7 separate regions of the Mus musculus genome follow, and regions 1, 2, 3, 4, 6 and 7 are each linked to region 5. A link is a contact called in public HiChIP or PLAC-seq and promoter capture Hi-C data. All regions are on one chromosome and are shown on one strand. The core of a region is the stretch at or near the end of the contact, and the rest is flanking DNA. Distances in the headings are between cores, read along the strand shown.

The links. Promoter capture Hi-C pulls out the DNA fragments that hold promoters and counts their contacts. HiChIP or PLAC-seq counts read pairs in DNA pulled down with a chosen protein or histone mark.
Region 1: a contact with region 5 is called in a promoter capture Hi-C map of pre-B cells, with 5 times the contacts expected there. The contact joins the enhancer-like site here to the promoter of Pdcl in region 5. A contact is called at or near these places in 6 of 39 promoter capture datasets (the 3T3-L1 cell line, the C10 cell line, the HPC-7 cell line and 3 more) and 1 of 484 Hi-C or Micro-C datasets (pre-B cells).
Region 2: a promoter capture Hi-C map of embryonic stem cells shows a contact between it and region 5, with 10 times the contacts expected there. The contact joins the enhancer-like site here to the promoter of Pdcl in region 5. A contact is called at or near these places in 5 of 39 promoter capture datasets (the HPC-7 cell line, cranial neural crest, embryonic stem cells and 2 more), 1 of 484 Hi-C or Micro-C datasets (cortical neurons), 5 of 115 datasets of contacts at active chromatin or transcription factors (embryonic forebrain, embryonic stem cells and stem cell-derived neural progenitor cells) and 1 of 9 other capture datasets (embryonic stem cells).
Region 3: a contact with region 5 is called in a promoter capture Hi-C map of hippocampal neurons, with 12 times the contacts expected there. The contact joins the promoter of Ttll11 here to the promoter of Pdcl in region 5. A contact is called at or near these places in 14 of 39 promoter capture datasets (the 3T3-L1 cell line, 3T3-L1-derived adipocytes, the C10 cell line and 8 more), 2 of 484 Hi-C or Micro-C datasets (CD4 T cells and cortical neurons) and 12 of 115 datasets of contacts at active chromatin or transcription factors (the NIH/3T3 cell line, SST interneurons, astrocytes and 7 more).
Region 4: a contact with region 5 is called in a FOXA1 HiChIP or PLAC-seq map of pancreatic cancer cells. The contact joins the enhancer-like site here to the promoter of Pdcl in region 5. A contact is called at or near these places in 5 of 39 promoter capture datasets (the 3T3-L1 cell line, 3T3-L1-derived adipocytes, hippocampal neurons and 1 more) and 1 of 115 datasets of contacts at active chromatin or transcription factors (pancreatic cancer cells).
Region 6: a contact with region 5 is called in a promoter capture Hi-C map of pre-B cells, with 6 times the contacts expected there. The contact joins the promoter of Nr6a1 here to the promoter of Pdcl in region 5. A contact is called at or near these places in 5 of 39 promoter capture datasets (the C10 cell line, cranial neural crest, liver and 1 more), 3 of 484 Hi-C or Micro-C datasets (CD4 T cells, natural killer cells and uterus), 2 of 115 datasets of contacts at active chromatin or transcription factors (astrocytes and fibro-adipogenic progenitors) and 2 of 9 other capture datasets (adipose tissue and liver).
Region 7: a contact with region 5 is called in a promoter capture Hi-C map of pre-B cells, with 5 times the contacts expected there. The contact joins the promoter of Arpc5l here to the promoter of Pdcl in region 5. A contact is called at or near these places in 6 of 39 promoter capture datasets (the C10 cell line, cranial neural crest, liver and 2 more), 3 of 484 Hi-C or Micro-C datasets (CD4 T cells, CD8 T cells and uterus), 3 of 115 datasets of contacts at active chromatin or transcription factors (astrocytes, cardiomyocytes and double positive thymocytes) and 3 of 9 other capture datasets (adipose tissue, liver and macrophages).

Annotation. Positions count from the first base shown.
Region 1 is chr2:38,821,750-38,824,488 of GRCm38.p6, forward strand. All of the region lies in intron 3 of Nr6a1 (nuclear receptor subfamily 6, group A, member 1), which reads right to left. It overlaps Nr6a1os (a long non-coding RNA gene), which reads left to right. Exons shown (of 7, transcript XR_866167.2): 1 at 1-1,820. Among named protein-coding and RNA genes, the nearest start is that of Nr6a1os, 7.1 kb to the left of the region's middle. Within about 2 kb of position 1,447, at least 299 of the 459 cell types and tissues checked have an H3K27ac peak or open chromatin away from gene starts, as enhancers often do. A contact at or near this core is called in the HPC-7 cell line and pre-B cells, where this site is marked.
Region 2 is chr2:36,020,529-36,023,228 of GRCm38.p6, forward strand. No RefSeq gene overlaps it. Among named protein-coding and RNA genes, the nearest start is that of Gm39798, 9.1 kb to the right of the region's middle. Within about 2 kb of position 1,318, at least 32 of the 459 cell types and tissues checked have an H3K27ac peak or open chromatin away from gene starts, as enhancers often do. A contact at or near this core is called in cortical neurons and embryonic stem cells, where this site is marked.
Region 3 is chr2:35,978,422-35,981,121 of GRCm38.p6, forward strand. Ttll11 (tubulin tyrosine ligase-like family, member 11) reads right to left here and starts at 1,399. Exons shown (of 10, transcript NM_029774.3): 1 at 751-1,399. The coding sequence starts at 1,203.
Region 4 is chr2:35,702,150-35,704,849 of GRCm38.p6, forward strand. All of the region lies in intron 3 of Dab2ip (disabled 2 interacting protein), which reads left to right. Among named protein-coding and RNA genes, the nearest start is that of Dab2ip, 82 kb to the left of the region's middle. Within about 2 kb of position 1,257, at least 78 of the 459 cell types and tissues checked have an H3K27ac peak or open chromatin away from gene starts, as enhancers often do. A contact at or near this core is called in 3T3-L1-derived adipocytes and pancreatic cancer cells, where this site is marked.
Region 5 is chr2:37,357,736-37,360,594 of GRCm38.p6, forward strand. It overlaps Pdcl (phosducin-like), which reads right to left and starts at 1,597. Exons shown (of 4, transcript NM_026176.3): 1 at 1,408-1,597.
Region 6 is chr2:38,925,123-38,927,924 of GRCm38.p6, forward strand. It overlaps Nr6a1 (nuclear receptor subfamily 6, group A, member 1), which reads right to left and starts at 1,339. Exons shown (of 11, transcript NM_010264.4): 1 at 996-1,339. The coding sequence starts at 1,095.
Region 7 is chr2:39,006,843-39,009,542 of GRCm38.p6, forward strand. Arpc5l (actin related protein 2/3 complex, subunit 5-like) reads left to right here and starts at 1,297. Exons shown (of 4, transcript NM_028809.1): 1 at 1,297-1,502. The coding sequence starts at 1,354.

The DNA of each region.
Region 1 (2,739 bases), core at 197-2,696, 1.5 Mb after region 5:
AAATTCTTCATAAATCAATTTTATCTTCCCTCCAAAGTAGTTTGCCTTTAACAAACATTATATACCTGGAAGGCAACCCACATTATTTGTCATGGGCGCGCGCGTGTACACACACACACACACACACACACACACACACAATTATGGACAGAATGAAAAGGTATTTATACCTAATACTGATTTAATACTAATACTTATTAGATTGTATTAAATTCTTGGAGATAGGAATTCCTGAAGAAAATAAAAATGGGTCCGTATGGAATAGACTTCTTATCTTAGAACCAAGGTTTTATAATGCAATTTTAAAAATTATTTAGCCTGTATGTATGTATGTGAGCCACTTGTGTGTCAGGTGCCAGAGAAGGCCAGAAGAGGGCATTAGATCCTTGGAACTAGAGTTACAGGTTGTTATAAGCTACCACTTAGGTGCTGGGAATTGAAGATGGTTCTTCCGGAAGAGTAACCTGTATTCTTAACCTTTGAGCCATTTATCTCTCCAGCCCCTCATAATGAAACTTTATTACATCAATTAAAAAAAAAAGTCAATTTAATTAAATAAAGTAACTGCCTTTTTCTAAACAACATCACAACTGACAGTCCTTTATGGCAACCTGGTTTCCTAGTGGCTCAGAAAAACAGCTGGTGAACCTGAAGGACCCTAGTTTAGATAATTCATCTAAAGACTGCCAGCTAAGGCTGTGTTGCAAGTTTAAAGGCTAGGCCACAGCTTGATGGAGTCTATGCTTTTATACTACCCATCTCCAAAATCCCCTGTATGACTAAAGGGTGATCCCAAAAAGGAATAATAAGAGATTTAAAGCTACTTCCTCATATGTTCAAACACTCTAAAATCTAAAAACTCACTTCTCTGCTGTTTATTCGCTTTTCATTAGGTATAATTTAGATCTATAAAACTTCCCTCTTCCCTCCTTCCTTCCTATATACTATGCTACTATGTAGCTAAATTTGGCCTAAAACTCACAATCTTTCCTACTTCTGCCTCTCAAATGCTAGACTTACTACAGGAACACACCATTTCTGCTTCAAACACCACTTTTATAATTACCTTATCAAACTGCAAAATCAGGTCCATGGTCTGGAGAGGAAGCTGGCTAAATCAAACAATTAGTTTAGTTACAGCACAATTTATCAACAATAGGCTGGCTTAGAACTGTGGCATCAGCTGCATTATTGTATTTTAGAAAGACTAGTTCCCCCGACATGTATATAAGGTGTAAGCAACTACTCCGTGGGTCATGCCATCAAACAAAAGCAACACCTACAAAGTCTCTCTCAGTGACTAGAAGCAGCCAGACACTCAAACTGCCAGTCCTGAATTATGGCCTCTGAATGGTGAGGGCTTCACATTTCACCGATCAGGGCACAGCCCAATCAGAAGACAAACCCCTGCCCTGGCGGGGACCAGCAAATCCGCTTTCTTCCAGTGTGCACATGACTGAATGTGCTTCTGTCCATCATCTGGGTCATATATAGTTCAATGCGAGCTAAGCAGACAGGGCTGCAAGGAAACCTGGTGCGGTTCAATACCTTGTCTAGCCTGGGCTCCAGGATCTTTTTTTTTTTTTTTTTTTTAAACTGACAAACTCATTTTTCTACTGGGACAGGATGCTGTGCTGGCTGAAGTTCCATTTCTACAGCAAGAATCCTATCTGGAAGCACAGAAGTTGTCCTCTAGCCACAGCAGCTCCAACTTTTTTGTTGTTGCTGCTTTCTTCTATCACCCCCTTCCCCTTTTGACAAAGATCCAACTGTAGAAAGTCTTACGTAACAGTTCAGGACTACTTCGGTTCTTTTACCGGGTAAGCACTTTCATTTTTTTTCCAGCTAAAAACCATTTTAAAATTGCATCTGTTGAGAGGCTTTGACTAAAACCTTTTCAGTAATTTGTGTAGTGAAATGCTGTCACTGATTTTTTCGGCTCATTTCTGCACGTGCTCCTTTGTTCTCGGAACAGAAGCTTTATACGCTCCCCATAACGCAGCTGCAGAGTTATTAAGTCAGTTATTATAAGGAACACAAAGGTTGCTTTGCATTCTTTGCCTTTAGGTAATTAATTTTCTATTTGTTTTTCTTAAAACAATATTTAAATAAGGCAGAAATTAACAAAAGAATAAACTGTTAGAAAATTTAGCAAAGTTTGAAGTTTTTACCACCTTTTCTATCCGTAGTTTTGCATGGCCAAACACTTGTGCCGCCTGGGGCGTTGGGGGTAAAGGCAAGCATAGACAGAGAGGAACTAAGCCAGACATGGACAAAGGCATGAGCCAAAACCAGACAGTCCTGGCCGTTCGATAGGCCAGCAGCGGGTGAGACAGGTCAGCCAGCTGCGGAGGTGGGAGGGGGGAAAGGGGGCATGGATGTGTGAGGTGCTCATGCGTGCAATCGTGACTAGATTCTGAAACTGCCAGCCATTTTCCAAGCTATGCTTTGTATAATCTAAAGGAATGTGTGTCCCCTGAAGCAGTCTTAGCAGAGCCATGGAAAGAAAGGAGCACAAGAGACACCAGCAGCACACAGAATCAGAAAATACTGGGAACTTGAGTGGGCAAGAGGGAATGCAGTGTGTGGAAATTTTTTAGTGATCTGGAATGTGTTGAGTGACAGGAAGTGCCCCAAGCAACCCCCCCTCCACTCTTCTCAGTCTCGCCTGCTTTTGTCTAACTCTTGTAATCTACACACTACTGCTTACAAAGCTGTCTGAGTTTAAGACAAAAAGAA
Region 2 (2,700 bases), core at 68-2,567, 1.3 Mb before region 5:
CTCTCTCTCTAGTGCTGTTTACAGGGAAAACCGTATTAATGCTACAGCAATGAACTACATCCTTAGCCCTTCCTATTTCTTCCTAGAATATGTAAGCAACACACTGCTTGCCCTTGAGGCCTGTTCTATGTTCTTTTTTTTTAAGATTTATTTATTTATTTTATGTATATGAATACACTGTAGCTGTACAGATGTTTGGGAGCCATCATGTGGTTGCTGGGAATTGAACTCAGGACCTTTGCCCTGCTCTCTCCAGCCCAAAGATATATTTATTATTATACGTAAGTACACTGTAGCTGACTTCAGATGCACCAGAAAGGGTATTAGATCTCATTATGGATGGTTGTGAGCCACCATGTGGTTGTTGGTATTTGAACTCAGGACCTTCGGAAGAGCAGTCAGTGCTCTTATCCACTGAGCCAGCCCCCCCTGTTCTGTATTCTATTGGAAGACGCTACAGACCTCTGCTGCAGAAGGGTCAGGGAAAGTCCCAGATGTTCACTTAAAGTCGTCCTTTGTGTCTCTCCCAATGCACTCAGGCCCAGTAATAAATAAGCCATGCTCTCTGCCTCAGTTGCCCTCTCCAGCCCTCCACTTCTGTCTTGCAAGGACATTTGACCTCTCCTCTGAGTGGGTCCAAGACCATCAGCTCAGTAGTCCTTGGAGACCTCGGGTACCCATCTCCCATCTGAATGAGGCCTCCACCTTAGTCCAGCCAATCATTTTCTGTGCATTACACTTCGCTGCATCTCTTCTCTTCTCTCTTTCATTCACTACCTTCCCCCAGGTGCCATTCATTCGCCCAGGAAATATCTAGTAGGCACTGACATCCAGGTGTCTTCTTGGAGCTTAGTAAGTGTCTTCTGAAAGAAGACATCGACTCTGATCTTCTGAGCTAACATCCTAAAAGAGAAGAGACAAGACACTAGCAAACGCAGCAGCAAATGACCTGTGTTAGAAGGGGAAACACTAATAGGAACAAGGCTGAACCAGGCTGAAGACCACCATTTACACTGGTCCCCTGCCTTCAGGCTTGCCTGACTTATCCTTTGTGGGCAGCTGGAGGGATCTCATGTTTAGCCAGGCCACCTCCCTGATTCAAAGCCCTCCTTGGATCTCCAGTAACTCTAGGTTCAGGGCCAAGTTCTTTAGCTGGGCATGCAAAACCAGATTCTGGCATGCGCGCGCGCGCGCGCGCGCACACACACACACACACACACACACACACACACACACACACACACGTTCAGCACTTCCCTGGCCTGTTCTCTAGCGCCACCCTGCGTTCGCTTGTTCTCATCTTAACGGGTTCGTTGTGTGGTTCGGGGATCTTTGCGCTCAGATTCGTGTGTCCCCAAAACTGCGCCCCAGCTGTACACCTGCAGCCACTGTGGCTCACAAATCCGTGTGCCTACTCTGTGAGCAGGCAAGCCACGTTTCCACGAGTCTTTCCCTTTTGGAGAGTCCTAGTGGACCTCAGGGGCTGTCCAGGTATATCTGACTTCCCAGAGCCTCAGCGGGAACTGGCTCTGTGATTCAGGAAGTCGCCATGGCAACCGTCGGGCCCTCGTGCCATCTCCTGCAATCAGCGCTGGGACCTGGACACCCGCTGAGCTTCCTGGAGATTTCGTTCCCCACGGTGGGGAGTCTGGAGGGGGATGCGGGGGGAATATGAGAAGCCTTTTAGCTCTCCCCCTCCTTCACTGCCTGATCCTCCTCTCCTCACTCCTCATTGCAGGGCTGGGACTTGAGAGAAAACTGCTCTGGACTTTTAAGTAGCGACAGAAGTTCTAGTTCCCCATAAGTCACCTACACCTTGTGAGGCCTTGCAAAGAGATGATCCCTTCCTCTACACCTTCATCCTCTCACCCCCGCGATGCTTCCTTGCTGGTTCTTTGTAGAGTCTCATGACATTCTGTGTATCACATTCTCAGTTAATATTCTGTGGAATGAAATGTATAGAACAAACTCTTGCCTTCATAGGGCTTCATGGTTTTCCTACCTTGTTTACAGTATCGGTCTGTTAGAAGAAGAATTTAGAGTCAGAGAGATAGAGGAAAAGACCAAGGCCACTAGTCCTGCATGAACAGAGAGGTGCTAACAGGGCCATCATGAGAAAGGTTGCCTATGAGGGACAACATGTGCTACCAGCCAACAAGTGACCCAGCCTCCCTTCTACTTCCTGAATCTCTGGTTTTAGGTTAGATCAAGAGAGTTGGGGCGGGGTCTCATATCTCAGGATGGTCAGTGGGAAGACCCCCAAGTCAGAAGCCTGCCTTGTCCTAGGGAAGATGACACCTGGGCCATATCTGGTGCTCTAGACCAGAGGAGCCTGACCTAGCCAAGCTCTCAGTGGCTGTAGATCTGGGCAATGGGGACCTGCAAGTGTGACAAGTGCCAGGCCCAGACCTCTGCATCTGTGTGATGAATCCTGCTTCATGTCTGTTCTATAAACAACAATCCTTGGATTTCTGAATCAGGACTTTTTGGTGTCTGGTTCTCCATCTTTACCCCCAGTTCTGGCCCAGGTCTGGAAAAAAAGAAACTACATGCCACTATGTTTCTTGTGTCTCAGTTAATCCCCACAGCTCTGCCAAGTAGCTTTTACAGCCTATATTTCATGGGAAAGGAAACAAAAATTCAGAGAGGTAAAGTGATTTTACTCAAGGTTGCATAAGCTAGTAAGAGACAGAGACTGGA
Region 3 (2,700 bases), core at 149-2,648, 1.4 Mb before region 5:
CTTAGCACAAAGTTCAGAGCCTGAGCCCTCATGCTCTCTGCGCACGGAATCTTTAGTGGACCAATGGTTTCTATGCTGTAAATAAAGTCAGCTGGCTTTATTTACTCAGCCAATGAAAATAGAAACCTCTCGGATTCGTTGGTGCTTTTGTCCCACCCCGTCCCTTAAAAGGTCTGAAATGAATTCAAGGGTGATTCATCTGCTCACACATGCTTTCACCCCCACTTACTGTCACCTGCTACATCCCCCAATCAGTGTCTGCGGTGGTGGTGATGGTGGTGGTGGTAAAAGATCGTGATGAAAGTAGGTTGTCATTTGCTGAAACCTTGTGCAAGCACTAGGCACTATGCTCCAAACCGGAACGAACCGGCTTCCCTTTACCGAGGTAAACGGGACCAAAAGAAGAAAAGTAGCTTGCTCAAGGTCGCACAGCTAAGTTGAAGAGTGTAGTGAGGCGCTGGCGAGCACAAACCTGGCCCAAGAGTGGCACTCTAAGCATGAAAGTTTACTAAACTTTAAATATCACTGAAATGCAGAAAGTGAAAGGTGGCCCCTGGCCCCGGGGCCAACAGAGGAGAAGACAGGACGGATAAACCAGGATCTACAGCTTGACGAGGCCAGGGCTGCAGACATAAGAAAAGCTGTAGGGGAGCAGAGCAGAGACGGGCTGACCTGACCTGGGAAGTGGCTCCGGGGGCCAGGCCTCGGGACGACCCCCCTGTGCCCACGCGCCGGGCCGGCGGGCCTCACCTCCTTCCACCTGAGCTGGCGAAGACTGATCTTGAGCGCGTCCAGGGAGGTGCGGGCCTTGGAGCTGTCCACGGTGACCGGCCGCATCGAGCCTGCGCTCCGCCGGTAGACCCGGCTCCGGCTCCGGCCCCGTGCCTTCACGAGCTGGCTCAGGGCCCGCGCCGCCGGCCTCGGCTGGGCCAGGGGCAGCGCTGGTGGCAGCCGCCGGACGACGCGGGCCTCTCCTTCCTCGGGCGCGTGGCGTCGCGTCGGGGTCGGGATCCGGCCCACGTCCTTGGGCTGCTCCTCCAGCTCCAGGCGCTCTGGATCCCCGGCCGCGCCAGCGTCCACGCCCTGCTGCTTCTCAGTCTCCGCCGGTAGCGACTCGGTCGCCGCTGCTGTCGCCGCCGCCGCCGCCGCCGCGTCCGCCTCCCACTCAGCCTCCGGCTTCTTCTCCGGGCTGCTGCGCCGCATGACGCTCAGGGCCGGTGCCGGCGCCACAGCCACCGCCGCCGCCGCTGCTCCGCCGTCCCGGCCCGCGACCAAACTGCCGCCGCCGTCGCCGCCGCCGCCGCCGCCACGCGCTCCCCGCCCGAGCCCGTTGCCATGATCTCTCAGGCCCCGGTTGACAGGGATAGTCGCCGCCTCGGGACGGGGCCCCGCAAGGGACAATCGCCTGCCGGGCCCGGCGACCTCACAAGCGAGCGCGTCCACGTGACCAGGCCTGTCACAGAGGTGGCGATAGCCATCTTGGAAGAGGGCAGCTTGTCACACATGCAGAGTTTCTGAGCACTCAGGGACTGGCTAGGAATGATTTATAGTGGGGCTGAGGGTAAAAGAGGTTGCGCTCCTGTCTCGCTCCCGAGCTTGGAAAGGGAAGGACTTGGGAAGAGCGGCATCTTCCTCAAACACGAGACTTAGTTTCCCCAGTCCTACTACATTCATCGACTCCTTTTCTGTGAGCCTCAGACTGAGGCTGGAGGCCACCTTTGTCGGTTTTCAGGTCTCTCCCATGAGATGGAGAAGCCCTTCAGATTCCTAGACTTGTAGAGGGCAACACTTTTTATTACAATAAAAACATATAACAAAACGTACTAATTATTTTTAAATTTATTATGTGTGTGGTGTGTATAATTTTGCCTACATGTATGTATGTGTACTATGCATGTTCCTGGTGGAGAAGGAGGCCAGAAGAGAGCATCAGATTCCCTGATGTGACCTGCTGCGTGGTTCCAGGAAATGAATGGCAGATGAGCCTTCATCTCCAGCCCTCATTTAATCTATTTTTAATTCACTCTTCAGTGGCATTCAGTGCATTCATACTGTGGTGCAAACCATCTCTACCATTCATCTTCAGAACTTTTCATATTGAAAGCATACCCATAAACTAACTCCTGGGATTCCCACCCCACAGCCCTGGTCACCACAAGTCTATTTCCCCCTTGAATCTAACTACTGGGGTACCTCTTGTTTTTATCTTATTTGGCTTCACAAGGTTTTTGTTTTTGTTTTTCATCATAGTGGGTGTCAGAATTTTACTCCATCATAAAGCTTACAAATATTCTATGTGTGCGTGCACAATTATTCTTCCATAGACCTTTCTGCGGACTTTTTGGTTATTTTAATCCCTTGACTCTTGTGACTAATAGTGCCATTAACATTCATGTACAAGTATTTCTTTGAGCCCCTCCTTTCAGTTTTTCATGGCTGCCATACTTTGTTGTTGTTAAGATGGTCTCTTTAGCAGGCCTGGCTGTCCTGAAACTCACTATATAGACCACTTGGTATCAAACTCACAAAGTTCTGCCTGCCTCTGCCTCCTGAGTGATGAACTCCTATACCCAACTAAGGTAGGCATAAAAATGTAGAGTTGATCTAGAAGAGGGTCCTCTCCTGCCTGAGGGAGCCACATTTGGGTTAACTTGAAAGTTTCAGAAAATGGGGTTAGAAAGTCGTAACAGCAGCCTGGAC
Region 4 (2,700 bases), core at 7-2,506, 1.7 Mb before region 5:
TGGGGGTCAGAAGAGGGCACTGCATTTCCTGAAACTGAAGTGACAGATGATTGTGAACTGCCTGCCATGTGAGTGCTGGGAATTGAGCCCAGGTCCTCTGGAATTGCAGCCAATGTTCTTCACCTCTGACGCATCTCTCCTGCCCCTGTCAATGTCTTAAAGGGTCTCCTGGCCTGCTCCTGTCCTCTCACTACCCCGTTTGCAGACAGCCTGCCTGCACTGAGCTGGCTTCTCCCCATCCCAGTTATGTCCTGGGTCACACACAACTGCTTTCTCTGTCCCTTTTAGGTTTGGAGGTGACCTTGAGCCCTCCCCCCTTTACCCAACAGTCTTACTGTAAACCCACCCACCCCATAGCCAATGAGCCTACTCCTGGTCAAGTGACCTTCTCAATTGTTAAAAGTTTTGTTTTTCATTTTTGGGACCCCCCTCCTTCATTGAAATAATGGGAAACTTCTGTGTCTTTAACCTTTTAAGAGAAAAAGATCAGAGTTGAAAAACAGCTTGTGGGCTGGCGGGCAGGCTATCGGATAAGGCTGTGCCCCAGGAGCCAGACAATGCCCCCTTGTTCCTGCTTCTGGGCCTTACAATAAGCTGCTGTTGGGGCTGGTTCTGCCTGCAACAGCAGCTCCCCCTTGCCCATGCCTACGTTTCCTGGACTGTGGAATGAGTGGCTCACAAATAGCGGTGAGCCCTGCCTCTTGCCTTTGTCCTCCCTAGTGCCCAATGGCTTCTATGGAGTGAGTGAAAGGCCAGGCTGGGCCCGTCGCATATACTAACAGAGTCAACCTTGGGCTCCTCTGAGCTATAGTGGGATCTCCCACAAGAAGTTAGGCAAGTTATTTCTCTTGTATAGGGTGCTGTGCCTTAGTCTTGACAAGGCCGTGGTGAGAATTAGAGGGACACAGGCAGGCATTGTGCCGTGGATAGGCCATAGGCAACATGGATGTGGGCTGCTTGCCTAGAGAGATTAGAGACTACATGGGCTGGGCGTTAAATGATAGGATTTTGTTAGAAGTGAAGGAAGAGTGGTAGCAGGTGTCTTGTTCATTTGCCAAAGTGATTTTTGATGTGTGTCTGGCTATTAGCTTGGGACCTATGGGGCTTGATTAGCACAGGGGCTGTGAGGGGAGAGAGGAGGAAATGGACTGATCCATATTAGGTAGAAGAGCAAATTCAGTAGACTGTTGCAGGTGGGGATGGCTGTTGAATCACTCCCTTCTTCTTCCCTGAAGGCTGTAGGCCCTGGTCAGACCTGCTTAGCAGCAAAGTTCAGTGTAGATCTTATGTGATCTGGCTAGCCCGTGAGCGACTGAAGATCTGTTTCCCAGGAAGTGTGTGACTCCATTCGATGGAATGTACATTGACTAGGCTCTGTTCCTAGAGCTACTGTGGGGCAACAGAACTTGCCAAGTTTGAAAAGGTCTCAAAAGGACCAGGTGGATGGACCAAAATAATGCCACAGAAGATTCAGTGAGCCCCATAGGGTCTTCTCTTTGATAAAGAGCATTCAGATGGGGGGCTTCAGGGAAAATTTAGGAATTAGCCTTGAACAGGCAAAGAGTATCTTGCTCACCTACTTTTGAATCATATTTAACACCTCTCCTAGTGAATGGCCCCTTCAACAGCATCTGAACTGAGGCGGTCTGTTCTTCTCTTAGCTGATCTGTCCTCCATCAGATATGGCTGAACTTGGCTGCTGGGGTCTTGGGCATTGAGCACTGGGGCTAAGATAAGACAAACACAGCCTACCCACAGGAAGTCCCCTACCTGGCAAAGGAACTACAACGTGATACATTTCCCAACATGGCCTGGCAGATGTCCCTGTTTACTCAGGGGATCTGAGAAACACTTGATGGAAGAAAGGTCTTGAAGCTGGATGTTGAACTTGGTTGAACCAAGGCAGAGTAGTCAGGCATTGGAAGCCTGCTGAGGACATATGGCAGGAGTCCCTGGGGTGGGGCAGGCCAGTGAGCAGTGGGCCTGTACAGGCGGGACAGGCAGAGGGATGCCAGCCAGCAGCCCAGAGTGTGGGACCAGGGCTGGAACGGAAGCTTGTGGTTTTTAGGGGGACACCTCTTAACCTCCATCACAACTCAAAAGACCTAGGAAGTGAGTCCCCATCTTGTTCTTCATTGTGTGCCCAGTCCTGTTGTTCTCTTCTTGGGACAAGAGTCCCTCCTTTCTCAGCTAAGGAAACGGACGAGAGAACACTTCAAGGGTGGGAATCTTGGCCTCTGTTTCTTTGTAGGCTGAGGTCAGCATTGTCCCTTGGGCTTTTGAAGAGTCTTTGAGGTGATGTATGTAATGTGGCTGGTAGCCCAGGGTTAAGGCTTTTCCTAGGGTGCTGGCTCTTCTCTTGTGAAGGTAGGCATATGGCTTGAGACCTTGGCCTGTTATAGACACCTAAGTTTTTTTTGAATACAGTGTAGTTGCACAGTGTCTTAGGGTTTCTATTGCTGTGAAGAGACACCATGACCATGGCAACTCTTATAAAGGACATTTAATTGGGGCTGGCTTACAGGTTCAGAGGTTCAGTCTATTGTCATCATGGGAGGGGGAAAACATGGTAGCATCTGGGCAGACATGGTGCTGGAGGAGCTGAGAAGATCTACATCTTGTTTTGAAGGCAAACAGAAGACTGAGTTCTTCAGGCAGCTAAGAGGAGGATTTCAAAACCTACCCTCACAGTGACACACT
Region 5 (2,859 bases), core at 347-2,846:
TCGTATACACTTTTAGTTTTAAGACTGCTAACAAATTGGGAGAAAGTCCTCAGGGAAAACTTCAAAAGGGACTACCAAGGGTAGGTATACTGTTGAAACTAAGTCATTCACTCCTTGCCTCACTAAGAGCCTAGATACATGGTCTCAAGCTGGACCAATTATAACCAGCAAGTCTCCACGACAAAACTTAAATAAGAGCCAGATGGTTAAAGAACACCTAGGACCCAGATGTTTTGGGAAAAGGTACAGTTCAGTGCTTTAGAAGTCTGTTTAAGACTCCAGTAGCGCAGGGCAGTGGTGGCCCACGCCTTTAATCCCAGCATTTGGGAAACAGAGGCAGGCAGATTTCTGAGTTCGAGGCCAGCCTGGTCTACAGAGTGAGTTCCAGGACAGCCAGGGATACACAGAGAAACCCTGTCTCAAAAAAAAAAAAAAAAAAAAAAAAAAAAATTAATTAATTAATTAAAATAAATTAAAAAAAGACTCCGGCAGGAATGACTAGTCAAAAACAAAAACAAACAAACAAAAACGTCCTTCCTCTAAGCATACCAAATATCAACACTGCGCTGCCTTCAGAAGAGACTTAACATATGGTATTTACTCTATTACAATTTACCTCTCTCCCACACAGCAGATTCCAGTCAGGACAGAGCACTGTGCACGCTGAACAGCAACCAAGAGGAAAGTGCCAGCACCAGGGGAAGGAAGAAAACTTTTACAATTTCCTTGTCTGGGATGTGCCAGAGGGCCACAACTCGGTCCGATGAGTGAAAAACGGGGCCAGAAGAGGAGGAGTGTACTGAGGAGACTGGGCTGCTGAGAGGTGAGAACACTGGCAGACAGAAGTGGCATGCACCCGCAGTGCAGAAAGTAAACCTCAAGTGGGGATAGTAAACTTGAAGAGGTGGAGGATCATGAAGAGGGTGGAGCTAAGGAGAGGCACAGAAAAGGAGGAGCAGTGATATGGGCAGGGCCAGTGAAAGGCTTCCAAGAGAGGCAGTTAAGAGTGTTAAGAGAAAGTAGGACAGTGAAGAAGACAGGGCTGCACAAGTGGAACACAGAAGGGCGGGGCTAAGCTTCCAGGAAGGCGGAGCTTATGGGACAAAAGGGCAGGGACAGGATGTTAAGTAAAGCAGAGCTGTAAGGACGGAGTGGAGAAGGCGGAGCCATAAGGAAGGTGGGGCTGAGGAGGCGGAGTAGCGAGGAGGACAGGGCAGGGGAGGGCACAGTGAAGAGGGCGGTACTGAGGAGGGACGCTCCGAGTCTCCAAAGGAATTTGAGAAGTACAGAGGAATTGGGATCCAGGAGCCGGGAAGCAAAGTAGTTCGCCCAAGGCGCGTAAACTCCTGCCCCACCCATGTCTAGGCCCGCCGCTTCCTCCTTGCCGACGCCTGCGCAGTTAGTTACCTCGCCTCGCTCAGTCTGCTCCTTCTAGACTAGCAGCTCCTGTCACCAACAAAGGACGCTCGCCTAGAGAAAGAGAAGTGGCCGAAAGCCTTGAGCGACAGAGAAAAAGCTGCCGTGGACTCTGCGGACCAATCACACGGCCTTCCGGCGTCGCGGCGGACGCACGCTACCCAATCACAAGAAGCTTATCTCGGCGTCTGAGGAGGAGCTACGGGTCTTAGCTTAGGACAAAACTCGTAGATGTGTATTTCTAGTTAAATATGAAATTTTTATTAACTTACGTTCCAAGTTTCGAGACAAATTACAAAGGAATATTAAGGCGAAAAATAACTCGAAAACATTAACTTCTTCAAGAATAAGTAACTCAAAGAACAGAAGTTGTATGACAACCTGAATTGGATTGCTGGACTGGAAACGAGCATGGACAACTGAAGAAATTTGAATAACTCTTATCAACTAATGTTAGTCAAATAGTTGACTCTGTAGTTTACAGAGTTTACAACAGTTATGTATAATGATTACCTTTGAAAATTCTAGATTAAAAAAAAAGTCAAGGAAACTACCCTATGTTTGAAAACTTTTGTTAAACCTCAAATGATTTCAAACTGCTTAGTTGGCGTGTCTTGTACACAACTGTGAGATTGCAAATTAAACCGTGTGCTAATTAAAACATATCAAATTTGCTCGATTTGTATAAAATGCAGCGTTTAAGATAGGGCTCTTAATTTGAAAAGGGGGTTTCTTGATTCCTGTTTCTAGGACCACCTAGATGTTACTGCAAATTTGTCTATGTTCACATTTTAGAATTTCATCTTCTTGCCCCAACTGGGTGGTGGGGGTGATGGAGTGGGAGAGCTGGATGAGCCATCAGACCTGACTAAGCTTCCAACGTCCACCCATTTGGCCCAGGATTGGGCTAGTATTTGGGCTAGACTCAGAAATGCAAGGTACCTCCCCATGCCATCCCACCCCCACTGCTACCCCTGCCATGCAAGTTCTGTGCAGGGATAACATACTGTGGCCCCCAGGTTGAAGGGTGCCCAGTGCCCCCAAGTTAACCTGGAGACCTAACCTGAGGGCTAGGCAAGAGCTGGAGTGGAGAAAAACTCAAATGGGACCTGGGGCTTTTCCTGGACCGTCTCTTTGGAAAGATGTCAACTGAAAGGAAATAAAACTGTAATTCATGTAATGTATGTTAAATAGCCCAAAGAGTTGTTTCTGAGCTTTGAAACCTGGGGCTGAGAACATAGCAGAACAGACCAGGACATGCCCGGGCAAGCCCATCGCCTCCCTAGCTCCCACCCCTCTGACCTAAGTTAAATGTTACAGGCTGCTGATGTTTAAATGGACCAATCATGTGAAACCGCGCCAATTCCTCCCCCAGCCCCACTCCTTTTCTATAAAAACCCCTAGCTTCCAAGCCTCGTGGTCGAATCCACTGTCTCCTGTTAT
Region 6 (2,802 bases), core at 89-2,588, 1.6 Mb after region 5:
GGGTCCTAGATCTTCCAGAGAATTGCGCGTTTATGGCGCAGAGAGGGGAGGAGGCAGGGATCTCTGAGAGCCTGCCCTTTATTCGGAAATGAGGAGATGTGAAAGGTGGAAGGCAGGGCAAATAAATAAATAAATCGGGTTTGCCGCGGGAGCGTTGGCCTGCCGCAACGAGCACCCTTTGTAATGCAGGCCTCCCGGGGCTATCGCCTGCGCTAATTGCTCCAGGGCGCTTTCCAAGTTCAAAAGTTCACCTTTTACGACCTCACAAAAGCTCCTTACACTTTACCAATAAAAACATTCCGCCGCAAACACCGAGGGGGGGGGATATCAAACAGAAACAAATAAAACATTGAGCCAGGGAGGGAGCGAGAGCCAGCCCGGAGGAACCTGAGGACTGGGCTGGGAACAAGGGGACGCAAGCGGCCGGGCCAGGTGAGGAATTCTCAGCACCCCGGAAGAGATAGGCTGGGCGGCGCGGGAAGCGTCCGGCAAACGCCGGGAAAAGGCAGGTGTCCCGGTGCCCCAGGATCCCGCTGGAGACCTGAGCCAGCAGAAAGTCGTCGCCTAGAAGAATGAGTCTGAGTAAAGGAAGGCCAGGGGACAGGAGTGAGCACCGAGGTCCGAGAAGGACCATTACCGGTCTGCCCAGAGGCGGAGGCTCACGGGCTGGGAGGAAGCTCGGGACAGTGGAGGAGGAAAACGCTCCAGGATAGGTGCAGGGCGCAAAGGTGTGGAGTCTGCGAGCTCCCTGGTGAAGGAAGAGAGGGTGCTCCGTGCACCAGGGCCTCCTGGGGGAGGAGAAAGGGTTGGCGCAGAGGGGACGGGGGGAGGGGAGGGTCCGAGCAGAGGGGACCGGGGACCCTGCCTGGAGAGTGCGAGCCCAGGGTGGAGTCCTCACTGAGGAGCTGCCCGGCATCCCGGAGCTAGAGTCAGCTTAGAGAAAGAGGGGGTCGCGGGCGTTGGCACCGCCCGGGCTCAGAAGGCCCCTTACCCACCGTTGCGCGGCGGCGGAGGGAGCGCGGCGGGCGGCTCCAGGAACCCCGCCGAGCCCCCGCCGCCTCCCCCTCCGCTAGGTGGCCGTTCGTCCCGCTCCATGCGGCGGTGCTCAGGGCCCTCTCGGGCTTCGCTGCTCCGCCATGACTTGCGCCTTCGTAGTCGTCGTCCTGGTCTTCCACGGGGGGAGGGGGCTGTCAGGGGCCGGCAGGCTCTCGGCCGCCGCACTCTCTGGGCCCCTGAGCCGCCCGGCTCCGCGCCCCTCCGCGCCGCGCCCCCTCAGCACTGGCCAGCTCCCTCCTCTGACGTCACGCGCCGCTGCCACGCACATGCCCGTGAGGAATTCTGGGAAATGTAGTCCTCCCAACGAGGCTGCCCACACGGGACTCTACCAAATAAAGGGGTGATGGAAAAAAAACAGGAAGACCTAAGTAGGGAGAACCCAAACCTATCACTATTACAAACTCTAATAAAATTTCTAATATATTAATATAATAAACGGCTATGTCAGAGTTTTCTCTCTATTGTAACTTATTCGTGATCATAGTGCTCTATGATTCCAACTATTTCCCCACACTAATAATGAGCCTTTCCAAGGAGGCGTATCCACCGGGAACCGGGTGAGCACGTGCAACCAAGCCCAGCCCTGTGGGGGAAGGCCCCAGGGGGCGGGGTGTGTAGGTACTCATGAGGGCTTTCCTCCCGGGCTGAGCGACAAATTGGACCAGAGATTAAAGGACCCGAGTTTAACCCGAGGTGACTGCGTTCGTATGCAAATAGAATCTATACAACTCTGCTTTCCGGAGAAGTGTTTAAAGCCCCTTTACCTCCGGGTGGGCGGGAAAGATTAAAGTTTCTCTTCCTCCTCTTTCATTCCCCGCACCCTGCCCATAGAACAGATGGACAAACTAAGATCACTTCCACTGATGCCACCAAAGAAAACTTGAGACCCCTGACTCCTTGTGTCTTAAAGAGTTCTGTTTTAAGAATGTCCCTTTCCCGGAGTGTTCCCCTTCCCACTCCTGTTCAGTATACCTGTCTCAAAAATGAGAGGTGTAATAAGAATCGGATCCAGTGATAAGAGACCAACTCTCACATACACGCTATCGCCTCAGTTTACAGAAGTTCCCACCAAATAAAATCCTGGATTTTCTCCCCTTCCTCCTCCAGGGCCCACCTCCCGCTGCCACCAGGTGGCGCGCGGCCATGGGGCTCTCAGGATTAGGGGTGGTGGTGATTTTCAGAAATGCCCCGCGCGCGTTCTCTCTCTCTCTCTCTCTCTCTCTCTCTCTCTCTCTCTCTCTCTCTCTCTCTCTCTCTCTCTCACACACACACACACACACACACACACTACACAACCCGCGCACACACACACACACACACACACACACACACTATACAACACACACACCTCCCTTAGGAAAAGACTTATTAAGTTTCAGTCTAGAACTTAAATGCTATCTAGCTTACTATAAATCAAAGAACTCTGGTGCTTTGCTGGGCTTTCCTCTAATGGGCCGTATCGAAGCGGTTTCATTCTGTCACTTCATTCTGCCCCATGTGCCCCTGGAATCCTCTGGCTCTTGTGAGTCATTCTTTACTTAATTGTTTAGAAGTCTTTACTTGGCTTATGAAATCTAACCTGTTCCGATTCCTGCCCACGTTGCTCCCATGCCTCTTCCCTTACCTGCTATTGAGAAGGCTCTGCCAAGCCTTCCTGCACTTTCCATTATCAATATTAATTGGCCTGGTCCATCCTTAGTCTGTGCCAGCAGCTGTTATGAGAGATTGACACTAATGCTGTGTGGT
Region 7 (2,700 bases), core at 47-2,546, 1.6 Mb after region 5:
CCTGTTTCCAGAGCCAGTCTTGAAGGTCTCTGAGGGTTTAATGCTTTTCAGGCCCAGGATGGGGATACTGGTTGGATAGAATGAATAAGCCTTTTGTAAATGGGATAAGGAGAAATGAACCGAGTGTGGATTAGTTTTAAATGGAAGTCTAAAGATGACCAGGATTCTACTAGAGTTACAAATATACATCATATTTCTGGACATTTTTTGTAGTGCTAGGATTAAACCCAGGATTCACAATATTTTTGAATTCCCAATTACATTCCCCATCTTTGAAGACAAAAAACTTACAGGCACTGTACTTTGCCATCCCTGATGTAATTAAGACAGCCCTTACATTTTTAAATTTTACATGTACCATGTATGTGCTGTGCCGGCAGAGGTGACTGGATCTCCCTGGAGGTGGAGTCGCAGAGCACTGTGAGCTGCTATGTGGATGCTGGGAACTGAACCCAGGTCTCCAAGAATAGCACTTTTTTTCTTTTTTAAATTTCCCGACAGGGTTTCACTCTGTAGTCTTGGCTGATCTAGAACTATGTAGTCAAAACTATCTAGAACTCACAAGAACCCCCTGCCACTGCTTCCTAAGGGCTGGAATAAGGCATGTGCCACATTACTCGCTATGTGTAGCAGGAGCAAAACCATGTCTCACCTAATTTTTTTTGCTCGAGTTCTACTAGGTTAAAATGTAATAGTTTTCTTTTTTTTTAATATTTTTTATTAAATAGTTTTCATATAGTTACAAGAAAAGATTCATTTTAGCCTACGTCTGAAATAGAAAGAATCCTGGGGATTCTGCAGCTTTCGCCTCCTAAAATATGCCTCTTCAGTCAGGAGTACAGGTGGCCACAGAATCCTCTTTAATTTTCGGAACGCCCGCAGGAGTCGTTACATCCTCAAGAAAGGATGTTATCAAGCGTCCTGCCAGCCCCTGGGTTACACATCAACGCCTTTAAAGCCGTTTACTTTTAACAAAGTGGGTCCTCTTGTGGGTCAGTGCTTAAGAGACTCCGGCACTGCGCGTCACTCCCTGCCATCCCTTAGCTCTAAGATTTCTTCCTCCGGAGCGGACAGAAGCGCTGGCTATACCAGCAGCCCGGCTTCGGAGAGGACAGAGTTACGGCTGCAACGCCTGACACCACTTCATCAGCATTCCACGATCCCACGGCGCAGTTCCGCCCACAAGAGCTTCCGGTTCCGGCGCATCCCGGAAGTGGGCGGGCGACGGCGGCTGCGCGCGGAGGAGGGGAGGCGGTGCCTGGCGGCCGCTTCCCGCCCCCAAGCGGAGCCGGTGCGGAGGGGAGCCGGGAAAGAGCGAAGCCTAGGCGGCTGAGTGGCCGCCGCGCTCCCGCCATGGCCCGGAACACACTGTCCTCACGCTTCCGCCGCGTGGATATCGACGAATTTGACGAGAACAAATTCGTAGACGAGCACGAAGAGGCAGCGGCGGCGGCGGGCGAGCCAGGCCCCGACCCCTGCGAGGTAGACGGGCTCCTGCGGCAATATCCTTCCCGGCGCGGCGGCCCGGCTCGGCCTTCGCACCCTGATCACCCCAGCCCCAGTCTCCCGGTCCTCCGCCCAACCCCAGCCCCTCCCGGCTCCTGTCAGTCCCAGGTTCTCCCGGTCTGTGGTTGGCCTTACGCCTTTCTCAGCAGCGCAGCCCTGGAGCTCCTCTCCCTCTGCTCTGCTGCGCTCCGCATCCTTCTGGGTGTCCGTGCATCGGCCTTGGTATCCCTTTATCCCTCCTTATAGTAAGCGGGGTCATTCCCAGGTGCTGCCCTCAGGAGGGACCGAGGTGAACCACCTTGGATTCATTGAGCAGCCAGGGCCACTGCCCTACTGCGCTTGTCTAACTGGCTTTCTTGGGCCCGATTGTAGCCCGGCGTGAAAATAGGTGGGTGGATGGTTGGAGGAAGACTGACTAGAGGGCGGAGGTGGGGGAGGTGTGCTTTAAGGTCCAGCCCTCAGGTGTGATATGGCCTGCTACCTTTTCTCACCTGTCGCCACTTTCCTCAGCACGTTGGGTTTTGCGCCTTTATGGACCAAGTACATTCAACAAGTAATGCGACTCTGCCATTAACCGCCTTGTGCAGAAAGCGTGGAAAAAGCTAGTGATTCAGAGCTCAAAAACACCATACAGTGTCAAATGTAAAAGTGGCTCCCCACGACTGAAAATGACTGCTGGTGGCCACAGAAAACAAGCATTTAGAACAGAAGAGTAAAAATAGAGGTGATTGTCACAGCTGGCTTGGTCTCTTAGCAGTTTGAGCACCACAGGAAACTGATTTATTCTCACAGGAAGATTTTTTTTTTCTTTATTCAAATAGCTTGACAGGAAGTGTGTACCCCTCCCCCGCACTTGCCAGGGTAGGGTTGGAGGCTCTTGCTGTATATAAATCAGGTTCTGGCTGTTTAATCAGTTGACTCAGCCTGGGAAGTCAGGTGTACCGCTTTTGGGAGGAGTCCTATAGTGCTCCTCTAATATATCTTGAAAACAACCCTTTTAGACTGAACAAGAATATGTTTTTGAAATGTGGAGATTTCAAACTTATTTCCTGCACCATTCTGATGGTTAAATTGGGTCATGAGAAGGCCCCTAGAGGGAAGATTGGTTTTTAGAATGGTGCAGGGTACTGACTGGTTTATGTGCAGGTACTGTTGACAAGGCTCCAGAACGATGCATTTGGGCCAGAATCCTAA